2 separate regions of the Sus scrofa genome follow, and region 2 is linked to region 1. A link is a contact called in public Hi-C data. All regions are on one chromosome and are shown on one strand. Each heading gives the region's core, a stretch centred on a gene start, on an enhancer-like site or on the middle of the called end of the contact. The rest is flanking DNA. Distances are from core to core; before and after follow the strand shown. Region 1 holds the start of OTUB2 (ubiquitin thioesterase OTUB2). Region 2 holds the start of DDX24 (ATP-dependent RNA helicase DDX24).

The links. Hi-C and Micro-C count contacts between places; a contact is called where the count stands out from the background.
Region 2: a contact with region 1 is called in a Hi-C map of liver, with 2.3 times the contacts expected there. The contact joins the promoter of DDX24 here to the promoter of OTUB2 in region 1. A contact is called at or near these places in 1 of 5 promoter capture datasets (liver) and 3 of 47 Hi-C or Micro-C datasets (heart right ventricle and liver).

The regions. Positions count from the first base shown.
Region 1 is chr7:115,301,796-115,306,968 of Sscrofa11.1, forward strand. It overlaps OTUB2 (ubiquitin thioesterase OTUB2), which reads left to right and starts at 3,014. Exons shown (of 6, transcript XM_001925368.4): 1 at 3,014-3,230. The coding sequence starts at 3,228.
Region 2 is chr7:115,345,458-115,350,047 of Sscrofa11.1, forward strand. DDX24 (ATP-dependent RNA helicase DDX24) reads right to left here and starts at 1,898. Exons shown (of 9, transcript XM_021099653.1): 1 at 1,839-1,898; 2 at 1,180-1,836. The coding sequence starts at 1,893.

The DNA of each region.
Region 1 (5,173 bases), core at 1,764-4,263:
CCAACTCCCCACTTTCTAACCCACCCCCCCCCAAATTCCATTGCTCTTTATGGAACAATCTTCTCTTAAAAGTGAAAGGCTCTTGGAGTTCCCTTGTAGCGCAGTGGGTTAAGGATCAACCATTGTCACTGCCACAGTTCAGTTCGCTGCTGTGGTGCAGGCTCAGGCCCTGGCTGGGGAACTTCCACATGTCACGGAGGCAGCCAAAAAAAGCAAAAACAAAAAACAAACAAGGAGTTCCGTAGTGGCTCAGTAGGTTAAGAACCTGACGAGTATCCATGAGGATGTGGGTTCAATCCTTGGCCTCGCTCAGTGGATTATGGACCTGGTGTTGCCGCGAGCTGTGGTGTAGGTCACAGAGATGGCTTGGATCCTGTGTTACTATGGCTGTGGTGTGGGCTGGTGGCTGCAGCTCCGATTTGACCCCTAGCCTGGGAAGCTCCATATGCCACAGGTGCAGAGCTAAAAGTAAATAAATAAATGCCTCTTTCTCAACCATTGACCCCAGGGCTGGCCCATGGCTCTGGTTCCTGGGGGTGGGGGTGGGGACGGGAGGAATCTGATTCTTTCTGACCTTCCCCAGCAGTGAAACAGCACACATGTTTGCATCTCAACAATTTTTCCAGATCTAAGTTGCAGGCTCTGATGCAAGGGGGGCAAGAAAGTAGCCAGGATGGTGTCGCCCTCCTGCAAGGAGGTGGAAAGTTTTGCAACTTGGGATTCCCGGTCTTCCTGCAGCGCGCCCCGCCTGCAGATTGCAGAGCAGAGAAGGCCAAGTGCATGAAATAGCGCAACATAAAGAGCACCAGAAAATGGGTCTCCCCTAACACAGCTCTTGGCAACATGGGAATGACTGCCTGAGACCTCGCCATCAGAGTTTCCTGTCATTGATGTAGGGGAGGGCAGACGCCCGCCCGTTTCCGGCGTGCAGACGTAAGCCTCCTTGTGGCTCCTTCCCACCACATGCAAATTCCCACCTGTGCCCTATAGGCTTAGCCACCCAAGGATGAACAATAAGCCTCCAATAAGTACTAGGCAAAGCCCACGTACATGGGGCACTTACTGGATGCCAAGGACAGGGTCAAGTGCTTTTCGTGATCATCATGTTCAGTCCTCCCAAGTGCCCTTTGAGGTGATGTGAATACCCCCCCCAGCGTACAGACGAAACAGGCTCAGAGAGGTGTGCCTTTCTCAAGGAGCCATGCCATGGCAATCGCAATACAAACACACCTGCTGTCATCGCCCATACTTGCAATTACCACACCCTACCGCCCCTTCCAAATCACAGGGCTGCATGGAGAAGGAGCCAGAATTTGAAGGATGGGTGGGCTATCCTTCCAGTGGAGCCTGTGAAAAAGATATTCCAGGAGGTGCAGCAGAGACTAAGAAGTAGGGAAATGGGGAAGGTTCTGGACACTCAAAGGCTGGCCTCCTAAGCTCATGTATTGGGGATGCAGGGAGGTGAGGGAGAGAGGGCCTGAGAAAGCTGCGCTAGGGCCACACTGCAGAGAGTAAAGTAGGGGCAACCTGAGAGGGATCTCTGGGTCTCACCAGCCTGAGACAGGCCAGAACCTGAGTCACATGGGCCATAGAGCCCATCCCCAAAGGCTGGGGGTATTCTTGCTGGAGACGACAAGACACTCCCACCCAAACCTGTGAAGCCATAGCAACCATAGCAACCATCCCCGACTCCTCCTCGCAGACACCTGGACACCAGGTAGAAGTGGTGCTGGAAGAGGAGAGTAGATTCATTCCAGAAAGAACATGTTCACTCCCAGCCAAGGGGTGACCCCCAAAAGGACTGTTCACATCTTCCACTCCAACCCAGCCTGAAACCGGCTGAACTCTTTGCAAGCTTTTTTTTTTGCTTTTTTTTTTTTTTCTCTTCTAACCAGATGTTAAGGAGCTCAGGAAGAAGCCTTATTAGTAACAGGCTAAAGAGATGACATTTCCCCCTGGTCCTTTGAGCCCTGCTTGAGGAAAATTTCCATTACACATATACTGAGATTCTGGGCAAGTTCTTATTTCTGTTTTTGTTTAAAATCCTCACTACTAACAAAATATTTTTCCGAGTTCCTATTATGACTCAGCGGTAATGAACCCAACTATTATCCCTGAGGACAAGAGTTCAATCCCTGGCCTTGCTGGTGTTGCTGTGACTCTGGCGTAGGCCGGCAGCTGTAGCTCCGATTAGACCCCTAGCCTGGGAACCTCCATATGCCACGGTTGAGGCTCTGAAAAGACTCCCCCCCCAAAAAAAAAGAAGAAAGAAAGAACCCAGCAAGTGCCTGGGGCAGAGGGTGAAATTGGGGTGGGGAATTACTTGAGACAGGGTCCTGGAAGTATTAATACTTATAAAATGGGCACATACAATTCACCGGAGCTCCCTTCCCCCACCCAAAGCACCATCCTCCAGGGGCCACCAGCTGATGAATGAATCTCTGAATGATACATATTCCTCTGTTTAATGTTCAACAATAATGAGCTTGTATGCAGGGTGAGTCACCAAACCTGGTTCAGGGTCTGTGCCTCATATATAACCATACAATTCCAGAGGCACAGAATCAACCATCCTGGAAATTTATTCATTCAACAAACACTAATTGGATGCCTGGCAACCTACTGATTCATGAGTTGAAAGGGGGTAAAATATTATTTAGAAGCTACACATGCAGGCAGGTAACTTAATGTTACTGGACACGTTTTCCCCAAGCGCCTGTCCTCTGATCTTTAGCAAACTATACTTATATGACCTGGTTTATGAATTAATGGAGAGCCAGCTAATCTTTCAGAAGACTTCAATTTACGGTTTTGGTTAAAAGCCCTTCATCCTTCACAAATGAAGACCTGTCTTTCTGGGTTGGTCTAACTCCTTTGCTAGTTAAAAGGTTTCTGTGTCTTTAAGAGGAGGCGGTACCCTGTCAAATAGGCCCTAAAACATAGGCTAAAGGTGCGTGGGGTCCCACCCACTTTCTGTGACGTCTTGTGGCCCGGCTTCTGATTGCCCGCTTCAGACGTCAATCGCGGGGCGTGTGTCTTGCTGGGACACAGTGGAGGTCTAACCTCTGGTTTGCGGAGCGGTCGGGTGTATTCTCCGCTCGCCCCCACGCCCTCGAGGCCCCCGCCGCCCAACCCAACGGCGGATCCAGCCAGTGGCTCCCACGGCGCCCTCCCGCACCGGATCGCTCCTCGCTGGGGCGGGACCTGGCCCGACGGCTCCGGTCACTATGGTCAGTGGTCCTGGGGGGAAGCGGGGAGGAGGAGTGGGAAGGGGGGCGCGGTAGGCGGGGTCGCCGCCGGGGCGCATGTGCACTCGCGGATCGGGGGTCGGGCTCGAGGCTCAGCCCCCAGCTTCAGAGCCGCCGTGTGCGGACCCCTCGGGAATACTGAGTCCGGGCAGGTGCTGGGGACCCTGTCCTTCCTTGGAAAACCTCGGTAGACGGCCAGCGACAGGGACCCAGCCTGACTCCGGGTCCCCCGCCCCCGGCGCGTTTGTCCGGGGAGTCGCCTAGTGCTTGCCCGACGGCGGGGACAGGGAGGCTCCAAGGCTAAGGGTCGCCTCCTTTTTGTTAAGTAGCCCCGGAGTCGGCAGCTCACAGCTCCACCCACACGAGGGCTCAGCCATGAGAGATCTCCCTACTCCCACGCCCCACTACTGGGCCAGGGGGGTGCACGGTGGCCGGACATCCTCTCTGTCCTGCATATCGACCGGAGGGCTTTAGAGTTGGGACTCAGGTCTCAAGTTGTTAGGCACGGAAATGAGGGGGCCAGGCAGAGCTAAGGCTAGAAGAACCCCTGCTTCAGAAAGCGGAAAGAGACCTCTGAGCCAGGCTAAAACTAGGGCTTTGGCAGATGGGGACACTGAGGTGCAGATGTGGAGGGGCCCAGGACTCATTGTAGTGGACTTGGACTAAACCCAAGTCTCTGGACTCCTACTCCAGTGCTCTTTGCGTTCCATCAGTCCATCTGGGTGTGGTGAAAGACTAAAACTCTTCAACCATCAGCCCCCCTGCCCCTGGGAGCCTGTAGAGAACAAGGGCTGGTGGCCTGGCTTGTGGTCACAGAGCCCTGAGTTCAAATCCCACCTCCACCCCTTGCAAAGAGGCTTTGGTTGGTCGCTCCCCCTCCTCAGTGCTGTTTCGCACATCTGTATAATGGGCCGCCTCGAGGACCACGTGAGGTGATGTGCATGGAGCACTTGGCTCAGGTGATGAGCCGTGGCTTTCCCTGTGACAACAGAGTCCTGGAAATGGGCTTGCACAAGTGCTTGGTTCTTCATACTTGGCCTCCTCCCTCCCATGTCTGGGCAGGGAAGTGGGTCATCACTGCGGGCAGCCACTGAGTTGCAGCACGGGTCAAATCCTGGTCACATTCCGAGTGTGACTTGGGCAGCCAGGTCATCTGAGCCAGCTGCTGCTGGGCGTGGCTGAGGCTTCTGGGGCATCTGGAAGCACCAACTTCCCGCTTCTACCAGTGCCTAAGGGTTTACCTAGCTCTGCTGCTCCTGGAAGGGGGCCCAGGGGTTTCTGTATCACCCACTAGGGAGTGGCCGGAGCTAGGGTAATAATGGGTTTAGCCACCCTGGAGCTGAGGCTGGCATGCCTTCCAGCCACCACCAGGTAGGTGAGAGCATGGTGGGGAGCTGGGCACTGGGACCCGAACTTGTGGCCTTAGTGCTGCACAGTGAGGCCTCTGACTCCATCCTCCTGTCTGCCCTGGAGACCAGAGTAGATGGAGTCAAAGGCATCTTTCGGGGGCTGCCTGGGTGCCTTGGAGAGAGATGAAGTGATTAACTCCTCAAGTTAACTCAGGATGTCTGCCTGGGAATCATGGGAGCATAGGGGTGCCAGAAGCAGTGCAAGATGTGTTCTCTTCGGTTCACTCAGCATTTATTGAGCACCTGCTGTTTGCCAGGCCCCTGGGCTCTGTAGTGGTTTTTTGAGTCTGCATGGTGTGGATGGTGGTGAGTGTGCGTGTGGTGGGCAGAGGAGAATATCTTTGCAAAATATAATGTCTTCTTTCCTTATCCATTTCAAAGTCACTGGGCTAAGCTTGAGGAAGGCTCCTAGACAGAAAATACAGAGGAGTTCCCTGGTGCTCAGTGGGTTAAGGACCCGGTGTTGTCACTGCTATGGTGCAGGTTCAGTCCCTGGCCCAGGAACTTCCACATGCT
Region 2 (4,590 bases), core at 648-3,147, 43 kb after region 1:
AGAACTGAGTTCATCAATGTAATGCGTGTAACACAGTGCACAATGCATTTAAAATGTATGTTATTATGTTACCTCCATTCCCCTTTCCAGGGGTTTCCTCGCTCTTCCATCTTTATGACTTAGACAGGACCTCACCTCAATTTTCCCAACCACTCTTCCAGAAATCCAAGGCACAAAGTGTCTAGATGGTCTAATTCTATGCAACACAGAAGCCACTAGCCACATACAAGAATGTAAAATATCTCAATAATTTTACCTTAACTGCTCACTGAAATATTTATTACATAATTGGTTATATTGTTAAAATTAATTTCCACTTTTTTTTAAAACCTTTTAAAATACGGCTCCTAGGAAATCTTAAATTACATATGTGGCTCACATTACATACATATTTCTATTGGTTATTGCTGGTCAAGGTGAACTAACAGTTCTAGGTAATATAAGCTCCTTCCCCCATCAGTAGTTTAGTCTCCCCAGGGTGTGGCAACCTGTCTTTGCCCCGCAAAGTCTAAAAGGGCCCAGAAAATGAGGTATCTTTAAACAATGCCTAGTCCCAAAAGTCACCTCCTGCCCAAAACTGCCTACAAAATCCATCCAATGGTTATCACACACTCAAATCCTTCCTATGACAATAAACTCACCAATTCCCAAGGCAGCCCTTTTATTTTTGGACAATTTTTGAGACTTAAAGCACTTCTTACACTAATGAGGACCTAACCTCTCCAGAGGACTGACCTTAGCCCTACTTTCCTCCTCCATTACAAAAAATGCTCAAGAACAGGAAAAAACTCCCATCTGCTAGTCACTTACAATGAAATGTGTAAATTTTAGATTACTACTCGTTTTTTTTGTTTTTTGTTTTTTGTTTTTTTGCTGGTTGTTTACTATTGTGTAAACATATAAATTTAGTAGACATTTACATTTAGCCCACATAGCAAAGGAAGTGGGTACTATTATCTATCTCCATTTTATAATGGGGTCTACAGGGCTCAGAAAGATACTGCCTAGGGCACCAATTAGGCAGTGGCATGTTTCAACCCAGAACTAGCTGAGTGCTAATCAAAACTGCATCTGTGATTATGTTCCCAACATTCCCCTCTTCCCAGCCATCCAGCCTGTTAGCAGTCACAAGTCAAATTCAGAAGCAATCTTACCCTGGCCAGATACGGATGCCCTTACCTGTCTCAGCAGCCCCAAGGATGTCCAGTTTGTCACGAATGGCAGGTGCCAAGGTCAGAGCTTGGATTGGTGTGGGGGCAGAGAAGCCTAGAAAGCTGAGTGCTCGGAGAACTGGCTTGGGTACAAACAGATCCTTCCAAGCTGATACATCTGCCTTGTGATCATGTGTTTCAGGCATCCATGTCTTTGCTCTTTTAGACACTTTTGGAGTAGTACCCTGAGAAGGCTCTGCTTTTTTTTTCCCTTTCTTTTTCTTCTTTTTTGGAACAGTCTGCGCTGGGCTTTCTGATGCCATCTCCCCTACCTCTGCATCAGGACAAACTGTGCTATCTCCCTGGGGCTCTGGCTCAGGATCTTTGACCCCAAACTCTTTCTGAACACTGGTTCCTTCAGCTGCCACATCTCTACTCTTCTTCAATTTCATCTTTTTCTTTGAGGAGCTAGATTCTCCTTCCTCCTCTCCCTCTGCAACAGCTTGTGCCTTTCTCTTCTTGGACTCCTCTTTTAAGAAGAGACTGGAGGAATTCTTGGCAGGGGAGACTAACCGGTAATCTGTCAGTTCCTCAAAACAAACCAAATCATCCATCTGTCCGTCTGCAAACATGTTTGGATCAATCTTCACCTGCTTCCATTTTCCCACAACTTTGATTCCTTCCTCTGAAATTTGCCACAGCTTGGTGGCTTTGGCCTTGATTTTGTCTCCTTCAACTTCATGGTTACTGAAAAGGAGAGAAATGGTCCATAAGATTGGCAAATGAAAAGCACAAGTTTTGAGGCAACAAATATTTTCTATGCAGCCTATAGAGTATCAGGCCCTGAAAAGCAGTTAAGGACCCAAAAATGCCTCTAATGCTGATGCTCCCAGCTAGAGAAGATCAAAGAAGGAAAGAAATATACCCACACAGCAGGTAGCTTGGCCTGGAACAGAGGAGACACAGGAGGTAGAGCAAGGACTTATGACCTAGATCGGGTTTGGATTCCAGATCTCATGTAACTGCTTTTGTGGCAGTAGCAGGTCCTGCTTAATCCTCTGAACCGCATGTTTTTTGAAGGCAGAGAGGTTTATACTAGCTAAGTCACAAAATATCCTATGCAATAATGCAGAGCATGGAAGCCTGCCACACTCAAGCCATTTTGAAGGCAGAATAAGAATCTAAAAGGGGTCTTGGGGGTGAGGGGACCAGCTTTATTAAGAGTGCACAAAGCTTTCTTCTTCTCAAGCCCTGCCCCAACAGGGCACCTGCCTGTGCCACCACTCTGGCCTTGCCAATTGGCTTAAAACCCAACCAGATTTTTCATTGCATTTTTAAGTGATATAAAAACCATTTATGCACAAGTTGTTTGACTGGATCTCAATTCATGTTCTCCCTTTTCAGACAGGCCAAGGGAAAAAAGAAAAAAGAAAAAAATACTGGAAAGCGCAAAAGGATTGATTCAAATCCGAACTCGCCACTGGTCAGCTCTGGGTCTGGGGTGGACGTTATTAACCTCTACGAGTCTCAGTTCCTCGTCTGGAAAACGGGGATGCTGAGGGTCTGCGCGTCCTTGGATCGTCACACGAAGACAAAAAGGTGACGCACATCCAGAGCGGCTTAGCATGGCGCCCCGCGAGGAAAGCAACGCAACGCGCAACCAAGGTTCACCCCCGCGTCGCCTACACCGCGATCACAAACAACCCGGATCAAGCCTGGCGGGTTGGGGGGGATGAGGCACATGGGGGCGAGGACTCAAAGTGTAACCCGCAGGGTCCCTCCTCCTGACGCCCGGCCTAGGGACCAGCGCTCACTCCGCGTCTCAAGCAACAACTGGCGCGCACTAAACCGACAAACCGAGGCCGCCGAGCCTTGACGCCCCCTCAGCTGGAGCCCCCAGCGGAGGGCCGGCTGACGCCCTCTCGGAACCCGAGAACACAATGGCCTAGAGAGGCCCGCGATGGGAGCCCGCCCTCAGCCCCTCTCGGGTTCCGGCCCCGGCCCCACCTGTACCCGGTACTCACCGTGTAAGACGCCGCAACGGTTTCCTCAGACGCCGACCAACCGCCTCAGCAACCGCCGCGCCAACCCTGTGAGACAGCGTCTACTGCAGTTCCGGGGCGGGGCTTGCACTCACGCACGCGGGGCAGGAAGTCCCGCCCCGTTCTAAACGCCGCAACCTGATTCGCTGCGGCGCGGACCGACTTCTGCAGCTCGGGGGTGTGGAGAGAGCGGAAGGACGACTCTCCGCGCAGCTAGGGGTTGGTTCTCCTTGCGGGCTTAGGGAGCAGGCGCAACAGGTAGGCGGGCTGGGGTGTGCATGCCCGAGTGGCTTCTGTGTTACGTCTCAGGCTTCGGGGAAAATGCATTTAAGTATTCTTTTATTATGTGGATCCAAGTTGTGCCTTGTAACATTAATAAAACGGGTGTCCTGATGGAAGTGAAAAATGCATTCTACGGTTCCTTTCTTTGAACCAGTACACCTGGAACTGAGTGTCACAGAAACTTGTCTTGACAGAACCTTGACAAACCTTGGCTGTTTGGTGAGGAAAGGGACCTCACCAAAGAGTAGGGTCTCATCAAAACACCTTCGCAAAAACATCTAAAATAGGAGTTCCTACTGTGGTGCAGTGGGTTAAGAATCTGAGTGCAACAGCCTGGGTCATGGCAGAGGTGCAGGTTCCATCCCCTGCCAGGTGCAGTGGTTGAAAAGATCCAATGTTGCCACAACTGTGGCACAGCTGTGGCTCGGAGTCTATCCCTGGCCTGGGAGCTTCCATGTGGCCCTAAAAAGCAAAAAAAAAAAAAAAAAAAAAAAGTCTAGAAAAGCATTTGATGAAATATCTGGGCACAGCAGCCAAGCCAAATTGATGCGTAAAATTAACCCTAGGAGAAGTATCCTAGGTATCCTGATGGTCTAGTGATTAGGACTCGGTACTTTCACCACTGTGTCCCATGTTCAATACCTGGTCTGTGAACTGAGATCCTACATCCAGCTGCTGCATACTGCAGCCAAAAAATAAAATAAAGTAAAATTTATGTTGAGAATTCCCATTGTGGCTTAGTGGGTTACAAACCCAGCTAGTATCCACGAGGATGCCAATTTGATCCCTGGCCTTGCTCAGTGGGTTAAGGATCTGGCATTGCCATGAGCTGCGGTGTAGGCTGCAGATGTGGCTCAGATCCCACGTTGCTGTGTCTGTGGCATAGGTCAACAGCTGCAGCTCCAATTTAGACCTCTAACCTGGGAACTTCCATGTCCTGCAGGTGTGACCCTGAAAAGCAGAAACAAACAAAACAAAACAAAAAATCCTACGAGAGAAAAGGGTAGTTTTATTTGGATGTCTTCCTTGGTGGAGAGAGACAGCTCTGTTGAACAGCCAAGAGAGAGCTGCAAACAGTACCACCTAAATTAAAATAGCTTTTTTCACCTTTATCT